Regions from separate parts of the Mus musculus genome. Here all the other regions are linked to region 7. The links are chromatin contacts, called in public Hi-C and promoter capture Hi-C maps. All regions are on one chromosome and are shown on one strand. The core of a region is the stretch at or near the end of the contact, and the rest is flanking DNA. Distances in the headings are between cores, read along the strand shown.

Evidence for each region. Promoter capture Hi-C pulls out the DNA fragments that hold promoters and counts their contacts. Hi-C and Micro-C count contacts between places; a contact is called where the count stands out from the background. Capture Hi-C pulls out chosen DNA fragments and counts their contacts.
Region 1: a Hi-C map of erythroblasts shows a contact between it and region 7, with 4 times the contacts expected there. The contact joins the promoter of Gpi1 here to the promoter of Cebpg in region 7. A contact is called at or near these places in 10 of 39 promoter capture datasets (the C10 cell line, the HPC-7 cell line, cranial neural crest and 6 more), 1 of 484 Hi-C or Micro-C datasets (erythroblasts), 2 of 115 datasets of contacts at active chromatin or transcription factors (bone marrow-derived macrophages and pancreatic cancer cells) and 3 of 9 other capture datasets (adipose tissue, liver and pancreatic islet).
Region 2: a promoter capture Hi-C map of hippocampal neurons shows a contact between it and region 7, with 3 times the contacts expected there. The contact joins the enhancer-like site here to the promoter of Cebpg in region 7. A contact is called at or near these places in 3 of 39 promoter capture datasets (cranial neural crest, hippocampal neurons and liver) and 2 of 9 other capture datasets (adipose tissue and macrophages).
Region 3: a Hi-C map of regulatory T cells shows a contact between it and region 7, with 6 times the contacts expected there. The contact joins the promoter of Uba2 here to the promoter of Cebpg in region 7. A contact is called at or near these places in 1 of 39 promoter capture datasets (pre-B cells), 2 of 484 Hi-C or Micro-C datasets (CD4 T cells and regulatory T cells) and 2 of 9 other capture datasets (adipose tissue and pancreatic islet).
Region 4: a promoter capture Hi-C map of pre-B cells shows a contact between it and region 7, with 3 times the contacts expected there. The contact joins the promoter of E130304I02Rik here to the promoter of Cebpg in region 7.
Region 5: a promoter capture Hi-C map of adipose tissue shows a contact between it and region 7, with 2.6 times the contacts expected there. The contact joins the promoter of Garre1 here to the promoter of Cebpg in region 7. A contact is called at or near these places in 5 of 39 promoter capture datasets (the 3T3-L1 cell line, the C10 cell line, cranial neural crest and 2 more), 1 of 484 Hi-C or Micro-C datasets (CD4 T cells), 2 of 115 datasets of contacts at active chromatin or transcription factors (large pre-B cells and pancreatic cancer cells) and 2 of 9 other capture datasets (adipose tissue and liver).
Region 6: a contact with region 7 is called in a promoter capture Hi-C map of erythroid cells, with 13 times the contacts expected there. The contact joins the promoter of Pdcd2l here to the promoter of Cebpg in region 7. A contact is called at or near these places in 1 of 39 promoter capture datasets (erythroid cells), 2 of 115 datasets of contacts at active chromatin or transcription factors (bone marrow-derived macrophages and memory CD8 T cells) and 1 of 9 other capture datasets (adipose tissue).

Annotation. Positions count from the first base shown.
Region 1 is chr7:34,228,669-34,232,190 of GRCm38.p6, forward strand. Gpi1 (glucose-6-phosphate isomerase 1) reads right to left here and starts at 1,668. Exons shown (of 18, transcript NM_008155.4): 1 at 1,424-1,668; 2 at 615-705; 3 at 260-328. The coding sequence starts at 1,545. It overlaps Gm12762 (a long non-coding RNA gene), which reads right to left. Exons shown (of 2, transcript XR_881947.3): 2 at 2,514-3,522.
Region 2 is chr7:34,267,181-34,270,758 of GRCm38.p6, forward strand. All of the region lies in intron 2 of Garre1 (granule associated Rac and RHOG effector 1), which reads right to left. Among named protein-coding and RNA genes, the nearest start is that of Gm12758, 35 kb to the left of the region's middle. RefSeq lists an enhancer at 1-2,613. Within about 2 kb of position 1,536, at least 53 of the 459 cell types and tissues checked have an H3K27ac peak or open chromatin away from gene starts, as enhancers often do.
Region 3 is chr7:34,166,046-34,170,059 of GRCm38.p6, forward strand. Uba2 (ubiquitin-like modifier activating enzyme 2) reads right to left here and starts at 2,484. Exons shown (of 17, transcript NM_016682.2): 1 at 2,328-2,484. The coding sequence starts at 2,465.
Region 4 is chr7:35,801,133-35,805,135 of GRCm38.p6, forward strand. It overlaps E130304I02Rik (RIKEN cDNA E130304I02 gene), which reads left to right and starts at 1,460. Exons shown (of 3, transcript NR_033567.1): 1 at 1,460-1,889. It overlaps Zfp507 (zinc finger protein 507), which reads right to left and starts at 1,857. Exons shown (of 7, transcript NM_177739.3): 1 at 1,702-1,857; 2 at 306-396.
Region 5 is chr7:34,311,848-34,315,352 of GRCm38.p6, forward strand. Garre1 (granule associated Rac and RHOG effector 1) reads right to left here and starts at 1,700. Exons shown (of 14, transcript NM_172741.3): 1 at 1,645-1,700.
Region 6 is chr7:34,194,487-34,198,193 of GRCm38.p6, forward strand. It overlaps Pdcd2l (programmed cell death 2-like), which reads right to left and starts at 2,184. Exons shown (of 7, transcript NM_026549.4): 1 at 2,050-2,184; 2 at 1,786-1,952; 3 at 1,580-1,640. The coding sequence starts at 2,157.
Region 7 is chr7:35,054,500-35,058,223 of GRCm38.p6, forward strand. Cebpg (CCAAT/enhancer binding protein (C/EBP), gamma) reads right to left here and starts at 2,067. Exons shown (of 2, transcript NM_009884.3): 1 at 1,877-2,067. Gm45095 (serine/arginine repetitive matrix protein 1-like) reads left to right here and starts at 984. Exons shown (of 2, transcript XM_030243153.1): 1 at 984-1,593; 2 at 1,693-3,146. The coding sequence starts at 1,508. The coding sequence ends at 2,260.

The DNA of each region.
Region 1 (3,522 bases), core at 418-2,917, 830 kb before region 7:
TCCCTCCCTTCAGGCTTGGGTTGTGCCCCTCCCTGGACACCAGGAACTGTGCCAATTTGATTGCCAAGTCCAGGCTGCCAGTCTCAGAGAAATCACACCCCAAAGCTCTGCAACCTCTCTTGCCCCCAAAGAAAAGCCTTTAGCACCTTCGTGAGGCAAAAGCATTGCTTAAGAGCAAGGGTGAAGACACAGGGCGATGCTGATAACGGTCGGCAAAGAGGAGGAAGAGGGGGGGGGGGCGGCGGGTGTAACTGCTTACCTCGGTGTAGTTGATCTTGGAACCACTGAACATGTTGTCCCGTGCAGCCTCCACGCCTCTGGACTTGGCCTAGGGAGAGAAGCCACTGCTGAGGTCTTGTATCCCATCCCCCATCCTCATCACCTATCACAAGTCCAGCCCCCCTCCCCCCCCACTCCCCCCCCCCCTTGAGGCTGACAGATGTTCTTCATAGACAGATTCCTTTTCCAGCATCTTCAAAGAGTCTGCTCAATCAGCAGGGGGCCTGGAGATCCCTGGGATACCAACTCCACACCGGGACCTAGAACCCAAAACAAAGCGCAGCCCCCACCCACAACCCAACCCAGAGATCACAACTCCCCAGTCAGAACATTACCAGCTCCACCAGCATCTGCATCACCTCCTTGTTCACAAGGTTCTTGGAGTAGTCCACCAGAATATGCCCATGGTTGGTGTTGAGGTTCAAGCTGCAGAAAGATGGAGACGCTGCTGGTCACACCCCAGCGGCAGTGCCTGGCCACAAAGGCTGACCTGTAGCAGTGTTAAGTAGTGTAGGAAGCCACGCCACAGAAAGAAGATGTAGACAGATCCTGGGCAGAACTTCCCCCTTCAAGCTCCACATCTCAAACTTACAAGGAAACACCCAGGGAGAGGTATCAGGGACGTCCAGTGAGGAACCACAGGTGGTCATCCCAGGTCCCTCGCCTCCTGGCATCAGTGACAAGGCACGAAGATGCATCACATGTACGATTTCTTCCACCCTCCCTTCTATTTCGCAGTCGCTCACAAGTCTCTCTGGCCTCTGCATCCTGCCTCCGCCGCTCTATTTTTACACCGTGGCTCCCAGGAAATCTCAGCCTTACCCACCCTGTCTGACCAAAGCCCACTAGGAGCAGGTGGGAGGGGACAGCTCTCTCGTGCCTGTCGAGCCAGCAGCGGCTGCTCCTCCTCATGGGTGGTTAGAAATCCCTACTCAAATGGCTGAGACTGAGAGGCGGGGGCGAAGGGATCCCCAAGGAGGAGCCGATTCCTCCTAATGACTAAGCAGCCTCGGCCCTCTGGCTAGCACGCGGGTCCCAAAACCCACTCCAAGGAGGCATCAAGGACAAAGTGCGGCCCCGGCCTGGGCCCTGCAGGGCTGCTGGGGGGGGGGGGGTCACGGGAGCCCCGACCCCGTGCGTGCACCTGAAGTTGTTGAAGCGCTCCGGATCCGCCTCAAAAAGTTCGCGCAGCTTGAGGTTGGCAGAGTTCGCGCGGTGCCACTCCAGGAGCTTCTGGAACTGCGGGTTCCGGGTGAGCGCAGCCATGGCGAGGGACCCGAGAGGTACACGGAGCAGGACGTGCTCGGAAGAGGAAGGAAAGAGGAGCGGCGGCGCGCGGCAAGTCGGTACCAGTGCGCGCAGCGGGCTTTATGGCGCAGGCGTCCGACCCCGCCCCGCCTCCGGCCCCGCCCCACCTCTGTCCTCCGCGTCCGCTAGGCGACCTTGCCGGCAGCTGTAGATCTGGGGGCCTCTGCTGGCCTCTCTGTAACACAAGTGTGGCCACTTGCGATGAACCTTGGCTGGCTTCTGTTCGGAAGTGACTTGAAGGGCAGAGGCGGAGTTTCTCGTGCCAGATCCGCTTGCTTCTTTCATTCATTCATGTATTCAATTCAGCAGAACTTTTTTTTTTTAAAGAATTTATTTACTATATGTAAGTACACTCTAGCTGTCTTCAGACACTCCAGAAGAAGGAGTCGGATCTCCTTACGGATGTGTTTGCTGGGATTTGAACTCAGGACCTTCGGAAGAGTAGTTGAGTGCTCTTACCGGCTGAGCCCAATTTAGCAGAACTTTATGGAATGCCTTCCTGGTTAGAGGTACTAAAGCAAGTGTTGTGGGTACGTAAGCCAAATAAGTAAATAGAATTTATGGGATTTCAGAGCTGGCAAGTGCTCCTGAGAAGAGGCAAACTGGATGAAGCCCCAGAGATGAAACTGTGGTTAAGAACACATAGTTCCCTTGCAGAGGACCTGAATTGGGTTCCCAGTACTCATAACTGCCTGTAACTCCCGCTGCAACCAATGGGAATACCAATGGCACTTGCATCCTTATGCTCATACCCACCCCACACATAATTAATGCTAAAATTATATACCCACCCCACACACATAATAAAAATTGTATGTCCACTCCCACACATAATTAATAAAATATCCACCACACAATAAAAATGAAATTATATGTATATATATTTAAAGGCAGGTTGGAAATAAGCATTTCCTTTAACTAAATGGTTAAGAAAAAAAAATTCACTCTTTATTATATTTGAGTAAAAGCATGAAGGGGAAGAAATGAGCCAGTTGGCTACCTGGAAGGAAAGTGTTCAGTCAAAGGGAAAAGACACTGCAAAGTCTGAGACAAGAGCACCCATAGATGTCCCACAAACAGCACCCATAGATGTCCCACAAACAGAAGACACATGTGGCTGGAGTGGAGCAGATTAGGGGAAGAAGTCATAGAGGTGACATTAGAGAAGGGAATTCACCCAGTGGCTTACAAATCATTGTGAGAATTTTGATTTCTGTTTAGAGATGAGGAGCCACTGAACAAGTCCACATGGAGCAGGGACTTTATCTGACACACTGCCTAATGGATCAGTTAGCTCAGTGAGCTAAAGCAGGTCCTGAGGGAGGGAGCTTCAGTCAAGCAGGAGGAGACGGACATAGAGGATGGAATGAGTGAGGGATCCATAATCGCCTAGAGAGAAAGGGCAAGATATGCACTTTAGGATCCAACTTCCTAGAAAAACTGGATTCTTATCCACAAGTCCGAGGGACAAGGGAGACTTCAAATGAGGACGAGTAGGTGAGGTGAAGTGTTTGCGGGGGACTGCGGGAAATATGTGTAAGTCTTGATACTTGCTAAGCTTCCCAAACAGTGCTGGACATCTAGCACTGGGGTGGCAGGCACTGGGGTGGCACTATAATCCCAGCATGAAGGGAGGAAAGGCAGGAAGATCGAGAGTTCAAGGCCAGGGTCAGCAACATAGGAATCTGAAGCCATCACGTCTAAAAAAAACCCAAAACACAGGAACTGAGAATTTTGTAAAGCATTTGCCTCAGAAGCATGCGAGGATACGGACACGTTTACTCTCCAGAGCCCATGGAAAAACCTGCACATGGTGGCCTTTTGCAATCTCAGTGCTAGAGAGGCAGAAACGGGAGGGTCCTAGGGTTCAATGGCCAGCCTGGCCTCAGGGGTGAGCTCCAGATCTCACCAACAGACCCTGACTCAAAAAAGAAG
Region 2 (3,578 bases), core at 286-2,785, 790 kb before region 7:
AGTTCTTGGGGACTGTCCTCACACAGGTTTGGAAGAATGTGTCCCAGGGTCACAGACAGCTCTCTCAGCTCACAGACTCAGGGCATGTAAGGCTGCAGAACAGATTGGATAAGCTGGAGAATGGGTGAGTGGAACAGTCAAGGCCAGGTACTTAAGTATAAAATAGCACTGAAGCTCTACCAACAGCCACCACCTTAACCCATGCCAGGAGCCACACACATGGTAAAGTAACCCATTTTACATATGACAAAACAGGCTTAAAAAGATAAATTTGCTTAATGTCAAGTAGGTTTAAGTGAGGAATGTCTGTCTCACTCTAAAAGACATTTCTGACCACCAGGTTGCCCTGTCTGCCTGTGACAAGATCCAGGATATAAAAACAACAGTGGGTAGGTACTAAAGAGAAGACATTCTGGAAGCAGATAATCGTTAGGGAGCTACTGAAACAGAACCCTGCTTACTGGAAATTCCTGATGGCCAAGACGGGTATATCACAAGCCTGGTGCCATGGTATATGCCTGTAATCCTAGCACTCAGGAGGCTGAGACATGAGATCCACAAACTCAAAATCTACGTGGATTACAGAGTGAGACTAGGTCTCAAAGCAGAACAGTTGCGCACATGAACCTTCTTATTCTCTTATACTGTATGCACAGTATCTACCACACTGTAGACATGGGTATAACCAGAGTCCCTCTCTTCTTGGTGTACCTGTTTGGTTGTTTAATGTTGCTGTTAATATTTTATTTTTATCTGTGTGTTTGTCTACACATATATCTATACCCCAGTGTATGCCTAGTGCCTGAAAAGGCCAGAAGAGGGTTTGGAACTGGAATTACAAAAAGTATGAACTGCCATGTAGGTGCTGGGAACTGAACTCAGGTCTTCTCCAAAAGCAGCCATCTCTCTACACCTCTTGTATGTTTCTTGAGGCAACAACTCATCTGGACTGGCCTCACTAGTGTAGCCTCACTAGTACAAGGGTGACCTTGTACTGAGTTTATAGGCCTGGGGCCACCACACCCTCTTTCTTCTCAGTAAGTTTTATAGCTTAAGCAGATTACAAAGGGTTCTAATTTAAGTCCATCCTGTTTGAGAACTAAGACATCCTTTCTGTACCATCATAGTTGTTGAGGGTCAACCTCTATGTTCTGAAATTTTGTTACAGCCATTCCTTCCTACAGCACTTTCTACCTGCTTGTGAATGGAACTGTGGATGCCTAGGTCAACCTCATCTCCCAAAACAGCTTACTTTTTTTCCATATTAACACAGATGGAAGAACCCAAAAGTTCACTGCTCTGCTCAACTCCATTCAACAATTCATCTTTCTTAGATCCCTGCAAAAACTAAGCCATTCTGTACCTTATGTCTGACCAGACAAAAAGTCTCTAGAGTGAAAGCAAGTTGCCAGACTGGCTGCTTCCAATTGAAATTCCAAAGCCATTCCATCATTTCCCTCTCTCCAGTACTTATATACCTTACGCATTCCATTTCATTTTCAGTGTTCACAACCTTGTTTTGAATACAGCTTATTGTCTATATGGTAATTCCAGAGTCATTACACAATGACCCAACCCACAGACCAGACCTTGATACTGCCATCTAAATGTGTCTCAGGAGAAACAGAGAACACAGACTACTTGAAGACTATGGAAAGTACTTATGAAAACTGCACTACAGGTTAAAAATGGGGAAAAAAAAAACCAAGCTTACTGAAAATAGCATGCAAACACTGACAAGCTGGTGCTGTACTGTGGGAGAATGCTTGTTGATCACGCAAGACTCAGATTTCCATCCCAGGGGTGTGGTTCCTTGATTAACAAAAAAAATCTACAAATCTTTTTGCAGCCAGAATTTTCAATCACAGAGAAAAGCCAAGCTATACATAAGGTGGAACAACCAGAAAATGTAATAAAGTCAGCATATGCCTACAACACCACATGTTCAGACAAAAGAACATTCTGACCTGGACAAGCTGCTATATTGCCAGTAAAAACAGCAGAGGTGGTTTCTGAGCTCCTGCCTGCCACATGGGCTAAGCACCATGACATGCAAAGCCTTTGACGGTGATACATCTTCACTTTTAACTGGACAGGGCTTGGAGGGGTAGGGATTCTGCTAAAAAATAAACAGTACTAACTATTCCTGAATAAATAAATAAAATACTTTGGGTATTTTAGTAAAATCTAGATGTTATTATATGTTGTTTTGTTGTTCATTTCCCAAAATAAATTATTATGAGTCAATAGTACAGCACCTGTTTTTGCATGCATAGGGTCCTGAATCTAATTTACTGCCATGTTATATGTGCTAAATATGTAAGAAATCTATCTTGTTCTTATTTTTGAGACAAGGTCTCACAATGTAGCCCTGGCTGGCCTCATATTCAGACATAAAGAGATCAGTTTGCCTCTGCTTTCTCAAACTCTGGGATTAAAGGTTTGTTCTAGTACACCTAGCCATTTTTTCAAGATTTTTAAAAAACTATATGCATATGTTGTGTGTCCATAGAAGTATAGGTACCCATAGAGTCCAAACAATCCCTTATAGCTAGAGTTACATACAGATGGTTGTAAGGCACCCAACGTGGATGCAGGGAAGCCAAACTCAAGTCCTCCTCAAGAACAATGGTTGCTCTTAACCTCAGAGCCATCTCTCCAACCTCACAAGAAGTCATGTTTCAGCTTCATTGCAAAAAATCTTAATACAACTTAAAAAAAAAAAGATTATCCAGGGAAAGGCTACAAAAGGTAAGTATCTAAATTCACATTAATTATGGTAAATCAAAGACAATATCTGTTCTTAAACTCTTTCCCCACTTCAGATGTAAATTTTCTCCATAACCAAATTTATATTGTATGTTTCTATGGGGTAGAAATTGAAAATATATCCAAGTCACCACACATCGTATGGCCTACAAGCCCACTAAAATTTAGGAATTTTTGTTGTTGTTGTTGAACTAAGTATATTTTTGTTAAAAAGTTGTCATTGCCCTTAAGAATGCTTCAAAACTAGGCATGGCAAACACCTGTAGGCTCAGCTTTTCAGGAGGCTGAGGAAAGAGAATCATTCAAATGCATGAGTTTGAAGCCAGGCTGGGTTCAACAACATAAAAAAACAAAACACCATAACTTGAATCAGTGCTTCAGGAGCTGCCTCACTGAGACTCAGAGCTCCCACCCCCATCCATCAGAAACACTAACGACCCCTCCACCCTCGTCCCCACAGTTTCTAACTAGTGATTCTCTGGTGAGTCTTGGATAGGTCAGAAAAGCCTAGCCTATCTCAGCAATGCGGAGAGGGTGAGCCTCCACCTCTGCCTTGACTGATTTCCTTTGTCTGACATCCAACATCCAAGATACTGTACTGGCTTAAATCTCTCCTGGCTTTTCAGCTGATCCAGTTTCAGACTCCCTGGCTGCTTCCCAGTCATCTTCTGACCTCTACATGCTGGAGTACTCTAAGGCTTGCTGCAGCACCACTCACTTGCTGCATCCTGTTTTCTAGTTTTAAATACCATCTATTAACCCATAGTTCCCATATTCTGTTGCTGTGGACCTCAGCTCTCCTCTCTCAA
Region 3 (4,014 bases), core at 1,234-3,733, 890 kb before region 7:
GGCTACAAACAGAGACTCTGCCTCAAAATTCAGTAAATAAGTAGTTTTCTAGGCCAAGGAGATTGAAGGCAGTAAAGTGGCTGCCCTGGGGCTGGAGACATGGCTCAGCAGTTACTAGCACTGGCTGCTCTTCCAGAGGTCCTGAGTTCAATTCCCAGCAACCACATGGTGGCTCACAACCATCCATAATTGGGTCTGATGCCCTCTTCTGGCGTGTCTGAAGACAGCTAAAGTGTACTCACTGTACTCACATATATTAAATAAATAAATCTTAAAAAAAAAAAAAGCGGCTGCACTGCCAGCTACAAGGAGCAGAGTTTGATACTTCAAAAGCCACGTTAAAACAAGCTGGGCACAGTGGCAAGCCTTTGCAATTCCAGAGCCAGGGCAGTGGGGCTAGGAGGAATTCCTGGACTCACTAGCCAGTTAGCCTAGTACATCTGCAGAGTTCCAGGGTAGAAAGAGACCCTGCCTCAGTAACTGCTCGACAATGCCCAGGGAGAACGAACCTTGAAGTTGTCCTCTGGCCTCCACACACAAAAAACACCCATCTGTCTGATAATTTCTGATTTCCCGTGCCATGTCATTTCTCATTAAGCAATATGGAGCATGTTAGTTACTTTCATTCTTTCTTTTTTTTTGAGATGGTTTCTCTGTGTAACAGCCTCAGATCCCCTGGAACTCTCTTTGTAGACCAGGCTGGCCTGGAACATACAGAATACAGAGGTCAGTCTGCCTCTGCCTCCTAGTGCTGGAATTAAAGATGTAAGCCACCACACTCACGTTAATTCCTTATCTACACATTCACTCAGGATTACTTGAGGGCTGTTGAAGAAAATGCCCTATGTATGGTAAAATAAATAAGTAAAGTAAAATCTAGTCTAGGAGCCGTCGTAGATGGCTAAACAGTTAAGAGTGCTGGCTGCTCTTGCATAGGACCAGGGGTTCAATTTTCAGGCTCAACATGGTGAGTCACAGCCATTGCTAACACCAGCTCCAGGGATCCAACGCCCCCTTCTGGCCTCTGGGGGCACCAGGCACAGACACAATGCAGGCAAATGGCCCATACACGTAAAATAAAGGAAAAAGTTTAAAGTAAAATTAAATTTTAATCTAATTGCTACTTTAAAGGGGAAAAGAATTAACATCATTTACATTCTATTTCAACAAACTTACATAAGCAACAAAATGTTCTCATCATCAAACATTCTAAAGTTTAGAGTAGTATGGGAAAATTATGGAACATAATCATTGAAATATTCATTTGTACTTCAAAGTTCACTATAAAAATTTAACCAAAGAAAATTAAAACAGAGAACAAGCATTTACTTTTTCAATTCACTCCTGTCTATTGAAAAATCTACTCTTAAAATAGCATCAAGCGTCACTAGCATATTATGGATTATACTATTTTCTATGGACCAAAACTGGGTGTGAAGCCTGACCAATGAAGAATGTTTCCCTCCAATTCTGCCTCAGCTGAAACCCTGACACCTGCAATTTCATCCCGTGTTTCTGTTAAACCTTAAGGCATCTTCAATTCACATCCAAGGTTCATATAATATCTCCAACACATTCACAAATTACAGGGGTTTCCTGTCATTGCACATTACGCTAACGCAAAACTTAAGAATCCTGACAACCAAAAAAAAAAATTTTTTTTTAATTTCTTGGGTAAGATGTTGCTACGTAGCCCAAGCGGACCTCAAACTTCCAGTTCTACAGTCTCTCGATGCACGGATTACAGTCTGTCACCCAATCCTGCAAACCCCAGGGAGTATCTATAATGACATAAACACGGATCTGCACGATGCCCAGACCAGAGGAGCGCGAGCCCCAAGGAGTCTAACCAGCCACTTACGGCGTGCCCCCAGGGTAAGTTACTCAACCTCATAGCGTCTCACTTTCCTCATCTGTTAAAAATAAAACGGGATGCAGACAGCACTTGCAACCTGAGGGCCGGTGGCAGACTCGGGAATGAATGCACGTGTGCACGCCCGGCGTGCTGTGGCTGGTGGCTGCAAACCGCTCGGCCGCGGGATCGTTATTTTAAGTTGGAGAATATTTGAATTAAAGTCACAGCATCTACAGGGTCTCTTCTTGCATCCCAGTGTAACTGGGGAAACTGCCTCGGGAGGCGGCGCGCGCAGGCCCAGGGAGCCGAGGGCCGCGAACAGGAGGTCCGGAGAGCCGGAGTCCCGCGTCCCACCAACCCGCTTCCCGCACGGTGATCCTAACCCCAGGCCTCTCGGGCCGCGCCGCCCTGACTCCCGCCCGGAACCGGGCCCCGCAGGCAGACCGCCATTCACCCGGAGCCCGGGCCTCACCAGGTCGATGTGGGAGAAGCCAGTGAGCACCAGGTTCTTGAGCAGCTCACAGCCGATCCCACCCGCGCCAACCACCAGCACCCGGCCGCCGGACACCGCCTCGGCCAGCTCCCGGGGCAACCCCCGCGACAGTGCCATGGCGGGACGTCTACGAGCCGCCTCACAGTCGGAGGCGGGAGAACCAGAGCGGCAGCCGGAAGTCGGTGGGGGAAGGGCAGCGCAGCTTCCGCTCCTGCGCAGTGCGGCCGCCATCCCGCCCCGGGATGGGCTCAGGCGACACCCTGAGTCCTGGGATTACTTCTCACACAATTCCAGAGGAACACAAACCAGCTCTCAGCCTGAGATGCCTAGGGTCACCTTCTAAAGACCTCGGTTTGAATTCCCAACAAAAGCTCTTTATTTAAAGGTTAAAAAAGCTATGACCCGGCCGGGAAGTGGTGGCACACGAGGAGGATTTCTGAGTTCGAGGCCAGCATGGTCTACAGAGTGAGTTCCAGGACAGCCAGGGCTACACAGAGAAGAAACCCTGTCTCGAAAAAACAAAAGAAAGAAAGAAAAAAAAGCAGGAAACACATATTAAACGACATACAACATAGCCACATTTATCAATATACTCCATGAGCTGGACCGATGGCCCAGAGGTTAAGCGCACATACTGCTACTGCAGAGGACCTGAGTTCAGCTGTCAGCATTCATATTAGGCAGCTCAACACTACCTGTAACTCCACCTACTAGGGATCTAACACACTCTTCTGGCCTCAGCAGGAAAACAGACACACATACTGCTTACATCCTCACAAATACATTCTCATACACATAACAAAAAATAACAATAAACCTTACAACTATATTCCAATATTAAAATTTTCAGCAATGCAAAAACTGCTATTATTTTTGCACCCACCAAATTGATGAAATATACTGTGGCTTTTGTCAACCACTCATGACTGCTAACGCTCTTGCTTCTGTTGACCATTGTTTGTCAATCATTCATGGCTGGTAACACTCTGAGGATAAGCCATGGAGCTAGAATGCCTCAGATGGAAATCAGGTCACAGAAACACTAATTTTCCTCTACTTTTCTGTCTTGGAACTGACTGTAAAGAAGTTCTCTGATTCACGCTGACTCCGGTACAGTCAGCATCAGTTATGAGACTGTTTCCTGTGTGTCTGCCACATGTACACACACTACATGTGGAGGCTAGTGTGCCCTTCCCCCCAGCCTTGAGCTGGCTGAATCAGACCGGTTTCTGCCACAGTAGGCTAGCCCACCCAGGGTGGAGTCTTCTGACCTAGGTGAAGTCTTTTGTCTGCCACATCTGCAGCTTCCTGCAAGAAGCTACCTGCAGAACAGCTGAGCTTGCTTTCCTGAGGTGATCCTGACAAAGTGGGGGATGGGTCTCCCCCCTTTAAATTTAAGACTATATTGAGCCTTGTTCAGAGAACTTTGCCTTGGCTTGTTATTTCTCTAGTCATCCTTCCCATCCATCCCCAGCTTTCCTTTCAGGAACCCAGTAACCCATGGCCACTGGCAGCTGCAGGCTAGAGGAGAATTCTGGGTATCATACTCTATCACTTTCCACCTAGGGTTTTGTTTGTTTGTTTGTTTTCATCGAGACAGGGTTTCTCTGTATAGTCCTGGCTGTCCTGGAACTCACTTTGTAGACCAGGCTGGCCTCAAACTCAG
Region 4 (4,003 bases), core at 210-2,709, 750 kb after region 7:
CCTGCGTCCATTTCCTGTAATATTCCTGTAATTCCTGGTGGCCAAGCCCTTCTTTGGACACAAAGTGTCAAGGAACACCTCTGAGGCTCACAGACGTGAAACAGTGCCTGGCTTCAGAACTCAAACCACGCTTTCCCTAGTATACCGATTTCCCTTTCCATGCTCAAGGTGAGCATGATCAAGTAACAGCACCGGATGGATGCTAGGCAGCAGCAAACAGCTTCGTTTGCTCAGAGTTCTGTGGGTCCAGTCACAGTGGTGGCGGTTTATAAATAAGGCATCTCAGTGAGATGTAAGTGACTTACCCAAGGTTACATGGCTGTTAGTGGCAGAGCCAGTGTCTTTCCAATCAATTTCTGAAACAGATAGTCTCCTGGATCGATATTCACAATCCAGCTGTGGCCAAGAAGGAAATAAACACCATCAAACACGTCTCTCCATTGGCGGGCGAAACACAGTAACTTATTTCGGCAGTGAAGAAACTTCCAATACTTAACATTGAAAAGAAATTTCGGAAAGCTGTTCATGCAATGTAATTGTGTGAGGCAAATTTACATAATTTACTTAACAAGTAGAGGATTTTGCAGAAGCTAAAACAAATCAGCCTGGAAAACTTCTAACAATTGTATATTTTAAACCTCCCCCTCCATGTAAGTAATTCACTCAGCAAACTACTGCTTTTACTGACATAATTTTCTAACCAATATGGAATAATAAATGACATATTGCTATTCTAACTTTAACCGAAATTACAGCCTAAGGGGTGATTATGTAAATTAGTCAAACACAGTGGGCAGAAGAGTACCATGAAAAGATGCGACAACGTGGCTTGACCTATATATTCTCCAAAGCAGTTTCCTGCCCTGGTCCTCCTTTTTTTTTTTGGCTACTGTTTTCCTATTGTTGCTTTAAAGTAGGCTTATTCGGTTCCCTTAGAAAGTAACTTAGCGATTACAGTTAAGTAAAATTAGTACACCGCTAGGGCATCCTCCGAGTTTCCAGAGTTACCATGGTAAAGGAATGAAGGGTCAAACTTTCTCTTTTTAATCAATATAGCAATCCATACACAGAATCAGACCAGTAGAGTAGAAAGTACAAACTCAGACAGAAAAGGGGGTAAATCCAGTAATTGCCTTGGGCCATGTAGACTGAAAGCAAATTCCTGTCCACTGTCAGCAACCTTTGGTGGGGGTGGCTGCCTGGACCTAATTAATCACCCAGGCCTCGGACTCCAAACAACGATCGGGATGCCCCAGGTCTGGAAAGGTGGGCACTTTCACCAATGGTCTCAGCGATCTCTGGAAAGATCAGTCAATCCCAGAGGATGTGTACGTGTGGGAGGCCACGATTGCTATTTTTCGTTTGCGCTGGCATTTCCTACACCACGCAGTGCTTAAAGGACGGGGGATTAAAGAAACTTAAGCTCCATCCTGGCTGGCCTAAGCGCTTTCACGTCTCCAGAAGGCAAAGGCGCTTCAGCGGGACCTGGGGAGCAACGGGACCCCCACCCCCAGCGGCACGGCGGGCCCGGGGTCTCCACAGGCCCGACAGAGGGACGACAGTACACACAGGGCCCTGGAGCTCAGGCTCGGGTGCGTGGCAGTGCCGCGGGCGTCACCGGCGAGGAGGAAGCGGGCGTCACCAGCGAGGCCGCACATGGCCGGCGGCGCTCAAGCGGAGGGGCGGCCCGGGGCGCGGTACCTGCGGTCGGGCGGCGGGCTGCTGCTCCTGCGAGCCTCCTTTGGCCGGCCGGGACCCCACCGTACCCTCGCCCTCGTCCGCCTCGCTCCCGACTCCTTTCCCTCTCTTTCCCCCTTTTTGCCCCTTCCTCGGCCGTGGCTCCAAGATGGCGGCGCCGAGACAGATCACGTGAGCGGCGAGCCGGTCAGGTGAGCCTGGAGGCGCGCGGCGTGGGCGGGGCTGTGGTGGGGTGGAGCCACCACAGACCACGCCCTCTGGCAGAAAGGGCCTTAAGGCTCTGGGCAGATGCTGTGGCCATCCAGGTCCTGTCAGAGCTGGTGTTGGTCTAGAACTCAGTTGATATCCACTGTGGCCTCAACCTGCTGGGGCATTCTTCATCCCCTCATTTACCCCATCGTTCTTTACATCCTTGTGCTTGTGAATCTGGCTGGACTTTTTTTTTTTTTTTTTTTTTTAAAGTTTATCGAGGGCTGGAGCGATGGCTGGAGTGATGGCTGGAGCGAGGGTTGGAGCGATGGCTCCGTGGTTGCTCTTATAGAGGACACAGGTTTGGTTTCCAGCACTCATACAGTGGCTCACAACCATGTGTAACTCCACTTCCAGGGACTCAGAAGCTCTGGCCTTCTTCTGACCTCCACAGACTCCAGACACACACATGGTGCTCAGGTATACAGATAAGTAAGCCATTCACACACACAAAATATTATCTACGTATTTATTTATTGTTATTTGTGGAGACTTGTGGTCAGAGGAGAATTTTCAGGAGTCTGTTCTTTCCTTCCATGGTATGGGTTCTGATATTGAACTCAAACCTTCAGACTTGGCAGCGAGTACCTTTACCCATTGAACCACATACCTCCTAGATAAATGCTCTTCCACTGAGCTATTGAGTTTCCTGAAACAACTCATCCTGGCTTCTAATTCCTTATGTAGTTAGCCCAGGCAGACATTTGAAGTTGTGAACCTCCTGCCTCAGCCCTCCAGGGTAGCTTGGGAGAGTAGATGTGTCTCCACCATACCAGGCTCTAATTGGAGCTATTATTTTTTTCAGGCATCGTATGCTGAAAAATGTAGAGGTCCTAACCGTATGTCTGATGAGAGGCAGTGCTGGCTCTGGGTCAAAAATACTTTCTTTTTTTTTTTTATGTTTAAAATTTAAAAAAGCATTTATTGATTCGTGTGTGGAAGACAGAGGACAATTTTCTGGAGTTGGTTCACTTTTTCTCCCGTGTAGGTCCCAAGGGTTGAACTCGGGTTGCAGCTTTGATAGAAAGTTCTTTTACCAACTGAACCTTCTTGCGGTCCTTGAAAGATTTTTCAGGAGTTGTAAGGTCTGACTTGGTGAGCTTGCGGTAATAACTCCGAGCGAGCCGTCATGTTTGTCGTTTGGATCTGTTTCCGTGAAGTATCTGCTCTGCTGTAACAAACCCTGTTGGGTCCTGTGCTAATACCATGAATACAAACTGAGAGAAGCAATCTCACCCAGCTTTCAACCCAAGAATAAGCCGGCAGGTAGGGGCTAGCAGGAATGGCAGAGCCACGAGCTTGGGTCTGGATTCAATGGGTGGGCGTGGCCAGAGGAAGGACTTTAGGGAGGATCGTAGTGATAGCGCCAGGCTGGCCTTGTTAGGTGAGATACCTTTTGGATGTTTCCTGGTATATTTAGAACCCACTTCAAGCAGGTTGGGTTTTGAGTCGTCAAAATACATACGAAAAAGTAATGGTTTAGGTACGGCAGCCATCTTATTTGCTGTGTCTCTGGATAAAAGTTTACCAGCTGGGGGGTTACAGAGATGACTGAATGGTTAAGAGTGGATTCTGCTCTTGCAGAAGACGTATTGGTTCTCAGCACCCATGCCAGGCAGCTCACACCCCCTCAGCTCATGGATGGGCTTCTTCTCGCTACAGATGACGCAGATATAGACCAGATTAGACCAGACTAGAGATAGATAAAGCCAGGTTTATTAGATGCCGTTCTCAGGTGGGATCCACGGGTCGGGTCGCAAAGAACCGGGCGGGGCAAATCGTGCATCCGGACTAGGGTGAGGTAGTTTTATAGACTGTAGGCGAAGGGTGATGATATGTCAGCAGTAAGCTGGGTTTGTGCCCAAGAGCTGAGCGTACTGGGGACTGAGGGGACTGGGGTGGCTGGCAGCATCAGAGGAGGAGGTTGCAACAGCCTGGGCACTTGGAGCCCTTCCTTTGTTTGTGGGTGGGGTTGCGAGGAAGGAGGGCAGATGGGGTTTCCTAGCTTGTGCAAGGGTAAGCAGGGGTCCATCCTAACACTCCCAATCAGTCGTCT
Region 5 (3,505 bases), core at 450-2,949, 740 kb before region 7:
AAATAGAGGAAGATTAGAATCTCAAATGCCAGACTGAAAAGTTGCCACAACAAACTTGCACTCTTCATATGGAGTCTGTGATCTTGTCAGCAAGAAAGCAAATAAAACAGCAATAAAACCTTGTTTAATATGTATATCTTATATGTATATGTATCACACACATAAATATCAAATATAAAGAAAGTATTCTCTGAACTTGTAAAAGAAATGATCTTTTTAAAGATTACAAGGAAAAACTTACTATTTTCAAGGCACATAAAAACCTCCAAACGCACACCGAATCAAGCTCGCAAGTAGTCTTTTACAAATACATTCTTAGAACTTTAAGCCTAAAATAAGATAATAAGACAACAATGGTTACCTGGATGACTATACTGCCACTTGGGAAATATGTCTTAAAAATAAAAACAAATACAAAGGCAAGGCCTCTTGGCCTGTGTCTTTAATTCTAGCACTTGAGAAACTGAAGCAGAGAGATCTCTGTGAGCTTAAGGCCAATCTGGTCTACACCGTGGGGGTCTGTTCAAAATAAGTATGAGTAAATAAACAAATTTTTTAAAAAAGGTTAAAAATGTTAAAGCAATTATGAGAAGCAAACACAGATGTAATTTTCTACAACAGTGCGTTTGAGGTTTCCAAGCATATCCACAAGGAGAAAAACGGAATGTTACCTTTGACCCCCATTTGTAAATTTAGCCGAAGACAATAATCAAATAAATCCTTTTTGCCACAAGTGTTTTTTCTTGTGACAGGGACAATCAAATATTCATTAGAGTTTGGATAAATTATGGTACTCGATGTTCTACTACAAAACCTCTAAGAGTGACAGTATATATATCTGCACTTACTGATGTCACCAAAATGTTAGGAGCGGTTGTCACCGAGTCGCCGTGGTCATTTTCCCTCCTGACACTTTGTATACAGTGGCGAGTGTTTTTTACAAGGACAGAAGAATGAATCGCTTTCATAATGGCAACGGGTGGGGAAGGGCAAGGACAATCTATTTTCAAACTGGGGGCTCCCCAGGCTGATCGTTTCCCAGGCAATTTTGGTTAAAGTATAAACAAAATTCTTATCATGCCAAACAGGCATGCTCTTTTTCCCCTGCTCCACGAGGAGCAGGAAGACACACCCCTGACCCCGGCGCTCGCCCGACGGGTGTGGGTCCTTCCTCAGTCCTAGCCCAGCCTCGGCCCTCCTCTGACCCCCGCCGCGCCCACGGGCTCAGAGGGAGCCAGGAAGGGGCGCGCGGCCGGCCGGGGAGCCGCGGGGCGGCCTGAGGGCAGCGGCGCCCGCCTGTGCCCGTGGACCCAGGTCGCCCACAGGCCGCCAGCCCCGGGCGCACGGCGCCCCGAGCTTCCGGGAGCGGATCCCCCGCGGCGGCCCAAGGCAGCCGCGTCCTTCAGCGCCAACGCGCCCCTCAGGGTCTCGTCCCGGGCGCGCGCCGAGAGGCCCCTCCGGGCTTCCGTCCGCCCGGCCAGCGCCCGCCGAGCCCGGCGTCCTCCACAGCAGGCGGGCGAGGGACGGCGCCGAGGGAAGCGGCACCCCGCGAGCTCGCCTCGATGCCAGTCGCCCTTGCGACCCGCCGCCCGCTACCCCTAGCCAGTCCCCGCCGACCCGAGCCCGCTGGCGACCGTACCTCACCTGCGAAGCGCCCCGGCTCCGGCGCACCGCCCGGACCGGCTGTGTACACCGGAAGTGACGTCGGCGGGCGGCCCCGCCCCCGCCCCAGGCGGTCGCTGCGGTTTCCCCGGCCGGAGCCCACCCTCCCCTCGTGCTGGATGGGCGGCGGCGAAGCTCTGCGTTCCCTCCCTGTTTCCAGACCTAGTCGGAACCCTGCTGAGGGGCTCGGTTGCGTCCTCGCGTATTTATCATTGAAATTAATGATAGAACCATTGATCGCTAGACATCACACCTGACAGACGATGTAGGAGCGGGATAGTACTAGCACCCTCAGGGATTGCTTCGTGAGCGGTGCCAACAGAATACTACTGTCACAAATCACTGTAATGATGTAGTGCCATTTGTGGCAGATGGTAGGAGGGGAAAGTAGAAGAGAGAAGGAGAGAGTACCCCGACCCAATGGAAGTGGATGTCCAGATAATTACCCTCCGGGTTAGATCAAGAGCTAAGATCCCTAAAAGAAAAAGGAAAAAAAAAAAAAAAAAAAAGGAATTTTAAAACAAAACCTGAGGAGGACTACATGACAGCACACAGCAAAACACAAATAGGCGAAAGGGACCCGAGATCGTAGCTCGGAGATAGAGTACTACTCAACTTGTCAGGGGCACATATTACAGCCCCAGGGTTTTGCAATGAGAGTTTGGGAGGTTAAGACACATGTTTTAGGCTGGGAGTGGTGGTGCATACCTTTAAGTCCCAGTCACTCAGAAGACAGAAGCAGGCAGATTTCTATGAATTTGAACCCTGCCTGGTCTACATAGCAAATCCAGGGCTAGCCAAGGCTACATAGAACCTGTCTCAAAAAAAAAAAAAAAAAAAAAAACCACACACACACAAAAGGTGAATAATTATCAAATGTTTCATTGTCAGAAAACTAGAGAAGATAGGATTTATCTAAGAACATTCCAAACTCCCTGTTTTAAACAAGGGCTTATTTGGCAGTACTTGGGAAGCTGTCAGGATTGCCCAGACTCGAGGTCTGAAACCCGGAGGCAGGAATGGTTGTATCAGGCTGAAATCCAGTTTAGTGGTAAAGCACTTACTTAGCACAGGACAGGCATTGGGTTCACCCTCAGCATTAGGGGAAAGTATGGATGTAGATTTTGATGCAGTATTTGAAAACAACAAAATCTTTCAGGACTGGGTTGTGCTTGGCCCCAGATCCTAGGGTGCTAGAGACTCAGTGATCATTAAAGGTCCACCCAGGTCAGGGGCTACAAAGTTGACGTTCTCACAGTGATAAAGATGAAAGACATAAACACTTAGAGGAGTAACTGAAATGAAGGCAAATTTATTACAGAGAAATAAAGAAAAGTTAAAAAAGGGTGGTTGTGGGGCTGGTGAGATGGCTCAGTGGGTAAGAGCACCCGACTGCTCTTCCAAAGGTCCTAAGTTCAAATCCCAGCAACCACATGGTGGCTCACAACCACCCGTAATGAGATCTGATGCCCTCTTCTGGAGTGTCTGAAGACACCTACAGTGTACTTACATATAATAAATAAATAAATAAATCTAAAAAAAAAAAAAAAACGGTGGTTGTCTGAGTCTCTGTCTCAGGCCAGCCTGGTCTACAGAGTGAGTTCCAGGACAGTCAGGGCTATACAGAGAAGAAACCCTGTCCAAAAAAAAAAAAAGGTGGTAGTAGTAGTGGTATACACAGGGGGGAAAAAAAAGTAGCACATTTACTATGTTCTGGGGCCTGGGCAATGGCTCAGTGGTTAAGAGCACTGGTACTTCTGGCACCCACCTGGTGGTTCACAACCATCATTACTCCAATTCCAGGTGATCTGATACCCTCTTCTGACCTCCTCAGGCACCAGGC
Region 6 (3,707 bases), core at 934-3,433, 860 kb before region 7:
GCCTGCAGGAGGTAGCCTAGCAGATGGGTCAGTTCCGAGATGTGCTCCCACAAGCCCTTGCTGGACTTTCCCCCTGAGGCTATCAATTTAGCTAGTAAAGATTTAAATGTCTTAGCTTAAAAAACAAAAAACAAATAAACAAAAAAGCATTTTTCTACTTCACACAACCTTGTGTGCCATGCACATACATGAATATATATATATATACACATATATATATACACACACACACACACTTACCTATATTTATTCAAATGAGAAAATCAGTAAACTACATGTCTCTCGTATAAACTATTATACTTGACTTGGTATTTAAGAGTACTGGCTGCTCTTCCAGAGGACTAGGTTCAATTCCCATCACCCATATCAGGCAGCCCAGGAGATCCACTATCTCCACAGACACCTGCACTGATGGTCACATGCATATATGTAAACTGGAAAGTAAAATCTTGGGGGCTGGCGAGATGGCTCAGCAGGTAAGAGAAATGACTGCTCTTCAGAAGGTCCTGAGTTCAAATCCCAGCAACTACATGGTGGATCACAGCCACCCATAATGAGATCCAACATCCTCTTCAGGGGCATCTGAAGACACCTACAGTGTACTTATTTGTAATAATAAATAAACTTAAAAAAAAAAAAGTAAAATCTTAAGAAAAAGCCAGAAAACTGAGGGAATAGCATTTGATGATTCTGAAAGACTAAAGTTCATTCCACGGCAGCAAAGAAGCATGTTTAAAAGTTTGGTATTAGGGGCAGGGAGATGGCTCAGCACCTACATTAAGCAGCTCTCAAAACACCTGTAACTCCAGCCTCAAAGGCTCTGACACACACGTGTGAAGCACACACTTAAACAATTGTTTTCCTGACAGGGTTTCTCTGTGTAGCCCTGGCTGTCCTGGAGCTCACTCTGTAGACCAGGCTGGCCTTGAACTCAGAAATCCACCTGCTTCTGTCTCCCGAGTGCTGGGCTTAAAGACACGTGCTACCACCACTTGGCCTAGATTCACTTTTATTCCACGTATATGGGTGTTTTCCCTGCATGTATGTCTGTTCACCACAGTGTGCTTGGTGCCAGTGAGGCCAGAAGAAAGCATTGGAACCCCTGGAACTGGAGTTACAGGTAATTTTGAACTGCCACCTGAGTGCTGAAATTTGATCCTGAGTCCTCTGAAAGAGCAACAAGCAATCTTAGCTACCGAAACATCACTCCAGCCTCCAAAAGCAATCTTTTAAAAAACTGTCTTAAGGGACTGAGAGAAGGCTCGCTCTTCAAGAGGTCCTGAACTCAATTCCCAACAACCTCATCACAACCATCTATACTGAGTCTGATGCCCTCTTCTGGCATGCAGGTGTACATACAGATAGAGCACTCATACATACAGTAAATAAATAAATCTTCTTTTTAGCTGTCTTAAATAGGATGTGGTGATTCATAGCAGTTATCACAGGACTAGGGAAGATTTAAGCCAACAAATTTATGAGAGTTAAAGGCCAGCTTGGGCTAGAGAGGGGAGACAAGTTGCTGTAAACGATCCTCAAATTATTGAAAAACATAGTGTGCCAATCAGAATCGCTTTACCTGCGCGTTCCAAGTCTCTTTCTCTGGCACTTGCAGGCACTGGGAACGGAACACCTTCCAGCTTAGAGGCAAGACAGACACAGTGAGGGCTCCACCCTGGACATCCAGCCCCACCGAGTGTCACCCGGCCCGCCTCGGCCCGCCCCATCCCGCCCCATCCCGCCCCGTCCTGGGACCAGACTTCACGACAGGACTTCCCCGCCTACCTGCGCGTCTGGCTGTTGCCGCAGCCTGGACGAGCACAGGCGAACACGTACAGAAGCCGATGGAACGGGGAGCCGTCCAGCGGGCAGTACACCTGCACGACGAGCGTGAGCGGCTGTGCGCAGCGGCCACACTGCGGCCCCGGAGTGGTAACGGCCGGCAGGGCGTCCTGAGGAGCAGGCTGCAGCTCAGACCCCCGGGACCCACGCCGCTCCCGCCCGGACACCCTCCACGCGGCCCCGCCAAGACATCGCAGCCGCACTCACCGGAACGCCACCCAGCTTGCTAGAGGTCCAGGCGGAGGGCCCTTTGGGGCAGCCCTTCACCGCCGTGTCTCGAAGTCCCAGCAGTACAGGCTTCCTGACGGCCGCCATAACTACTGGGCTCCCACGTGACAGCGCGAGCTACGGTGGCCGACAGAGAGTGTTATCTGCGCACGCGCGCCGCCTGCTCCTCCCCGACTCCGCCCCAAAGGGGTCCTGGACGGAGACCACCTGTTTTATCTCTGATATCTTGATAGGATCTACAAAGAGGTTTAACTAGACGTTGACAACTGGAAACAGGATGACGGTATTGGCAGACAACAAGAAACATAACAAAAATAAAATAAAATAAGCCGGGTGTGGTAGCGCACGCCTTTAATCCCAGGACTCGGGAGGCAGAGGCAGGTGGATTTCTGAGTTCGAGGCCATCCTGGTCTACAGAGTGAGTTCCAGGACAGCCAGGGCTATACAGAGAAACCCTGTTCGAAAAAAACAAACAAAAAGTCCTTACATTTTAAAAAATAATCATTTATTTTTTTATTTTATGTGCATTGGTGTTTTGCCTGCATGTAGGTCTGTGTGAGGGTGTCAGTTCTTGGAGTTTCAGTTAATTATGAACTGTCCTGTGAGTGGTGGGATTGAACCTGGGTCCTCTGAAAGAGCTCTTAATTCCTGAGCCATCATTCCAGCCCCCCAAAGTCCTTAATTTTGACAGATACATTTAAAATACATATGAAGACTGAAGATTTGAGCATATGCCACAGCGGGGTTGTGTAACCTCTATGTGTTCGAGGCCAGCAGTCTACAAAACAAGTCCAGGACAACCAGGACTGTTACACAGAGAAACCCTGTATGGAAAAACAAAACAAAATAAAAATGTTGAGCATGTACATAGGTTACTCAACTGCTTACAACTCCAGTTTGCAGAGGGTAGGCAGGAGGGGAACCAATGCCAATTCTTTTTTCTGGAGTCTGTGGACAGCAGGAATACACATGGTGCACATTAAAGTAAATAATAAAAAGTTTAGCCGGGCAGTGGTGGCTCATGCCTTTAATCCCAGCACTTGGGAGGCAGAGGCAGGTGGATTTCTGAGTCCAAGGCCAGCCTGGTCTACAGAGTGAGTTTCAGGACAGCCAGGACTGCACAGAGAAACCCTGTCTCAAAAAACCAAAATAAGAAAAATTTTAGTGATGAGTTTTACTAAAATAAAAAAAATAAGCACATTTGAAAAGCATGTATTGCCAGGTAAGGGTGAACTCTGGTTATAGTTTGGACTAAATAGTGAAACTCAACCCAGCTCTGGCTTGAGAGTATCTCAAAAGCAAATAAACCCTGAAATTGGGACTGGATCAACCAACCTGATCAGTAACTTTCAGGCTACTGAGACACTGTCTTTATAAAAAAATAAATTAAAAAAAAAGGACTGACTGGACCAGAGGAATCACATGTGAGGTTATCCTGTGTCCTAAACACACACACACACACACACACACACACACACACACACACACACACACACACAGAGCCAGGGAGCAATCCAGCAAGCAGTTGCTCATTGGCTCTTTCTAGGACTTCCCTCAATAATAGATCATGACCGGAAATTATAAGCCAAAGTAACCCTTTCCTCCACAAGTGTTTAATCCCAGAAACAGAAAGCACA
Region 7 (3,724 bases), core at 817-3,316:
GTTGGAGGCAGAGTCCACAAGAGAGAGGCGACTCCTTCAAGGAGTTCAGTGTAAGTTGTCCACTGGAGTTGTGAAGAAAACATACACTTACTTGGATGTTATCTTTTAAATACTCATATGCTTGTTTGAATGTTATCCTTTAAACCTATTTATAGTACTAGTTAGCACATTCAAAACAAATTGTTTATAAATATATATTTATTAGGAGTTCCTGTTCAGGTTTTTTCCCCCTCTTTAATGGCAGGGCAGGGCAACGGAATAGGGAAAGGACCAACAAACTTGCTAGTGTAAGAACCTATGTACCCACCCCTCTGAGGAAAACCTAAAATCGCTCCAGGACTCATTACTGTGACTGAGGCAACTTTTGACCAGGTCCTGTGTCTCCCACGATCTCTAGAGGGACTGTTCCCAGGGACTTTCCCAGGGTGTATTTAATTCACTAGGGATGAAAGCACCTCTCCAAGATCACAGTGCTGGGACGACAATCATGACAGGTTGTGAGAATTTAAAGGATATTGGGGAGAGGGGAGGGAGGAGGTCTGTTCCCACCTATTTGTTTCTGATAGGTCATAAAAATAACTGAGTCAGTCAAGCATGTCCATCAGACTCAGGAAACAGGCTCAAGCTTTTTTTCAGCTCAGTAGCATCCTGTCATTATTTACAGTTTTTCAGGAACAGGGAAATGACCACAGGGATAGCTAGCTTATCATTACTACTACTCAAGTGGCCATAGATGAACAGACCTTAGAGCGCTTTGAAGGCTAGAAATGTGGCTCAGAGGTAGAGGGGCTTGCCTACCATACTCTGAATTCTTCTATGTACAATTTCTCAATAGAGAAAGACCTTATGGTGCTTTGTTTCAAATTCCCTCTGTGAGACAGGTCTGCACTCAATGATAATATATTCAAATAAGGATTCAAGTGGGTGGAAACTCAAGAGACACAACACCCAGCTGTTGTGCAACCCACAAAGGTTAAAACCTTTCTAAATTTGATACATCTTATGATGCAGTTTACAAAGAAACAAACAAAAAAGCAAGAAGGAGCAGAGCAAAACAAAGCATGCCAACCTTCTTAAGACCAGAAATACACAAGCCCACTTGGAAAGAGAAACAATTCTCACACCCGCATGCCCAACTTCCCCACCTGGATACCTCCGCTGGCTCTTTTCCCGAGCTCCCTCCAGGCGAGCTAAGGAAAGGCTTCATGGCTTGACCTTCTGCGTCTGGTGCGCGATCATCTAGGATGTCCTCCCCCTCCCAGTGAACTGCAGGACACACGACCGCGTCCAAAAAAACAAACGAAATCTCCCTCTTGCAACGTTACGTGTGTAAAAACTCGAGTGCCTTCCCTAGATGACCACTAGGTTATTAACTCCAAATAGGACCCGGGCCATCCCCCCCAGACCGAGCCGTTTGGGAAGCCGACAGGAAGAGAGTCCTAGGTGGCTCCAAAGTAAGATTCGGTCCACCTTCTATTCTAGGAACACCCTCCATCCCTAGGGGCCAATGCGCGCCAGGCTTGTCACGCTGCACGTCGCCGAGGGGCAGGTTCTGGAGGGACCACCTGGTACTCCATCCCTTCCCCGACTGTGGTGAGGGGGCGCCCGGGGGAGCGCGGGGGTCGGCGCCAAGCGCGGCGGCGCTGGGCCGTGGCCAGGGATGAGCTCAGCCCCGCCGGGTGTTGCCCGCAGGTTGCATCAGACGCCGCTCCGGGCCCCCGCCCGCGCCGCCAAGCCGCCAGGAGCCTTCCGGGCCAACCTGCCGAATCGGGCAGGGCCGGGTCTCCTCCGGCCGGGTCGGCGCCTACGCGAGCGGCGGGCTCGGCCGCGGCCTCCTCCCCCAACCCCTCCGAGCTACAACCCGCGGCCTCCTTACCTGCGCCTCCGGCCGGCCCGCCCGCCCCCAGACGGCCTCCACTCCGAGCGGCCCCGCGCGGCGCGGCCCGACCCGACCCGACCCAGGCCTCGCAGCCCGCGAGTCGGCGAGGAGGAGCGACGGTTACGAAACCGGCAACCTCCGCCCGTTCCGCCACCGCGGCCACCGGTTTTCCCCGCCTCTTCGGGTCCGCGCGCTGCCGCCGCCGCCGTGACCAATAGAAGCGCTGCTTGGAGAACGACGCGCTCGCCTCTAGAGATGGGCAGCTCCACCAGCCAATCACAGGCCGTGTGCCGGCGAGAGGCGGGCGCGCGGCGGAACGGGCGTGGTGGGCGTGGCAGCACCGGCGCTGGCTGGAGGCGCGCTCGGTGGTTTCCCCCTTAGGCTGTCGGTGGTGGCAGGCGGTGGCCCTGAGCCTTGGGAGTGACCCATGGCAAGCAAAGTTCTATCAGAGTTACGAGGGCCTCACCTGCCTTAGGGAAAAGACATTTCCTCAGGTGGATTTTTGAGTTAGGGTGGGTTTTTTGTTTGTTTAGGCCTCACGGCCCTGAGGCATCTGCACATTTATTTTGATAAAAGCACGTTAAGGAAAAACTGTCCAGTGCTAGGGTTAGCACTTGTCAGACGCTTGACAACAGCAGACTGTGGCTGCCGAACAAATCACGATTTCCAAAGTGTGCTCACCTCCGGAGAGCAGATGATGGATATGAGGTGCTCTCTTAAAAGTGACAAGTGGTCCAGCCTGGGTCTCCCGGGAACAGTTCACAAGAGAATCAAAAAGCGGGTTTTTTTGTTGTTTTGTTTTGTTTTGTGTTGCTTTTTGTTTTTGTGTTTTGAAAAACAGGAAGCAGCGCTGGGTGGAAGGCAGAGCCTGCCCGAAAGGTTTGATTGCTTCCTCTTTAGCAATGCTTATCATTCAAAACTCTCTGGCTTTCAGAAGGGAAATGTTTCTTCATCGCCAAGGCCAGGAGAGCAGCTCTCCACATAAGACTTCGAGGAATCCCTGAGAGATGAAAATACCTGAAAAAAAAAAAGTCAACCACAGAGAATGACCCCTGATAACCCCATGCACACTTGGGGAGCTAATGTCTCAAAACCAGTCAGTATGTTTCTTTAGGTTTGGATCGCTGTGTTAAGAGCCATTTTTTTCCCAAGACTTAGCACTATGAAAGGTGAACCGTGCTTTGTTTCTCACAAAGACCACGATTTTACCCCTAATGTTTTCTAGTCATATAAAAACTATCGAAAATAAAAACATCCTTGCATGTCATATGTATATTGAGTTAGCCTCTTTTTTGCCAGCCGCTCTGCCAGCTGCATTCTGTGTTGTGTCTAGGCAAGCCTTCCACAGCCAGCAGTCAATGCCCAGGAGTCTTGAGATTTCCTCTTTAGCTGATATCCTGTAATTCTTTTCCTGATTACAAGAACGGTATGTGCTAAAGTGTGGACTAAGAGTCAGCAATGGAAGAAGACAAACACACTGTCCCTGCCCACAGGGAGCTTACTCTGAGAACTACAGAGACATGATTCAAGCCCCATTTTCATAGACACTTAAGGAAAGAAGTCCAAGATGCTAGGAGATATTGTAAGAAGGGGACCAGACCTGATCTAATGTGTCAGAGAAGGCTTAAAAGATGAGGCGGGTTTGGCTTTGCTTAGAGGCCCTGTGATGGCCGGAACATAAGGCTGAGGCAAGGTAAAGTAGGGCTGACCAAGAGAGACCAACAGTGATTTTGATGGAGGGTAGGGCATTGAACCCAGGGTGTGCACACATACAGGGTAACACTCCTCTACCACTAAGCCAAAACTCAGCCCAGGAGAACCTTTTCTCACTGTCAGCAATAGGAA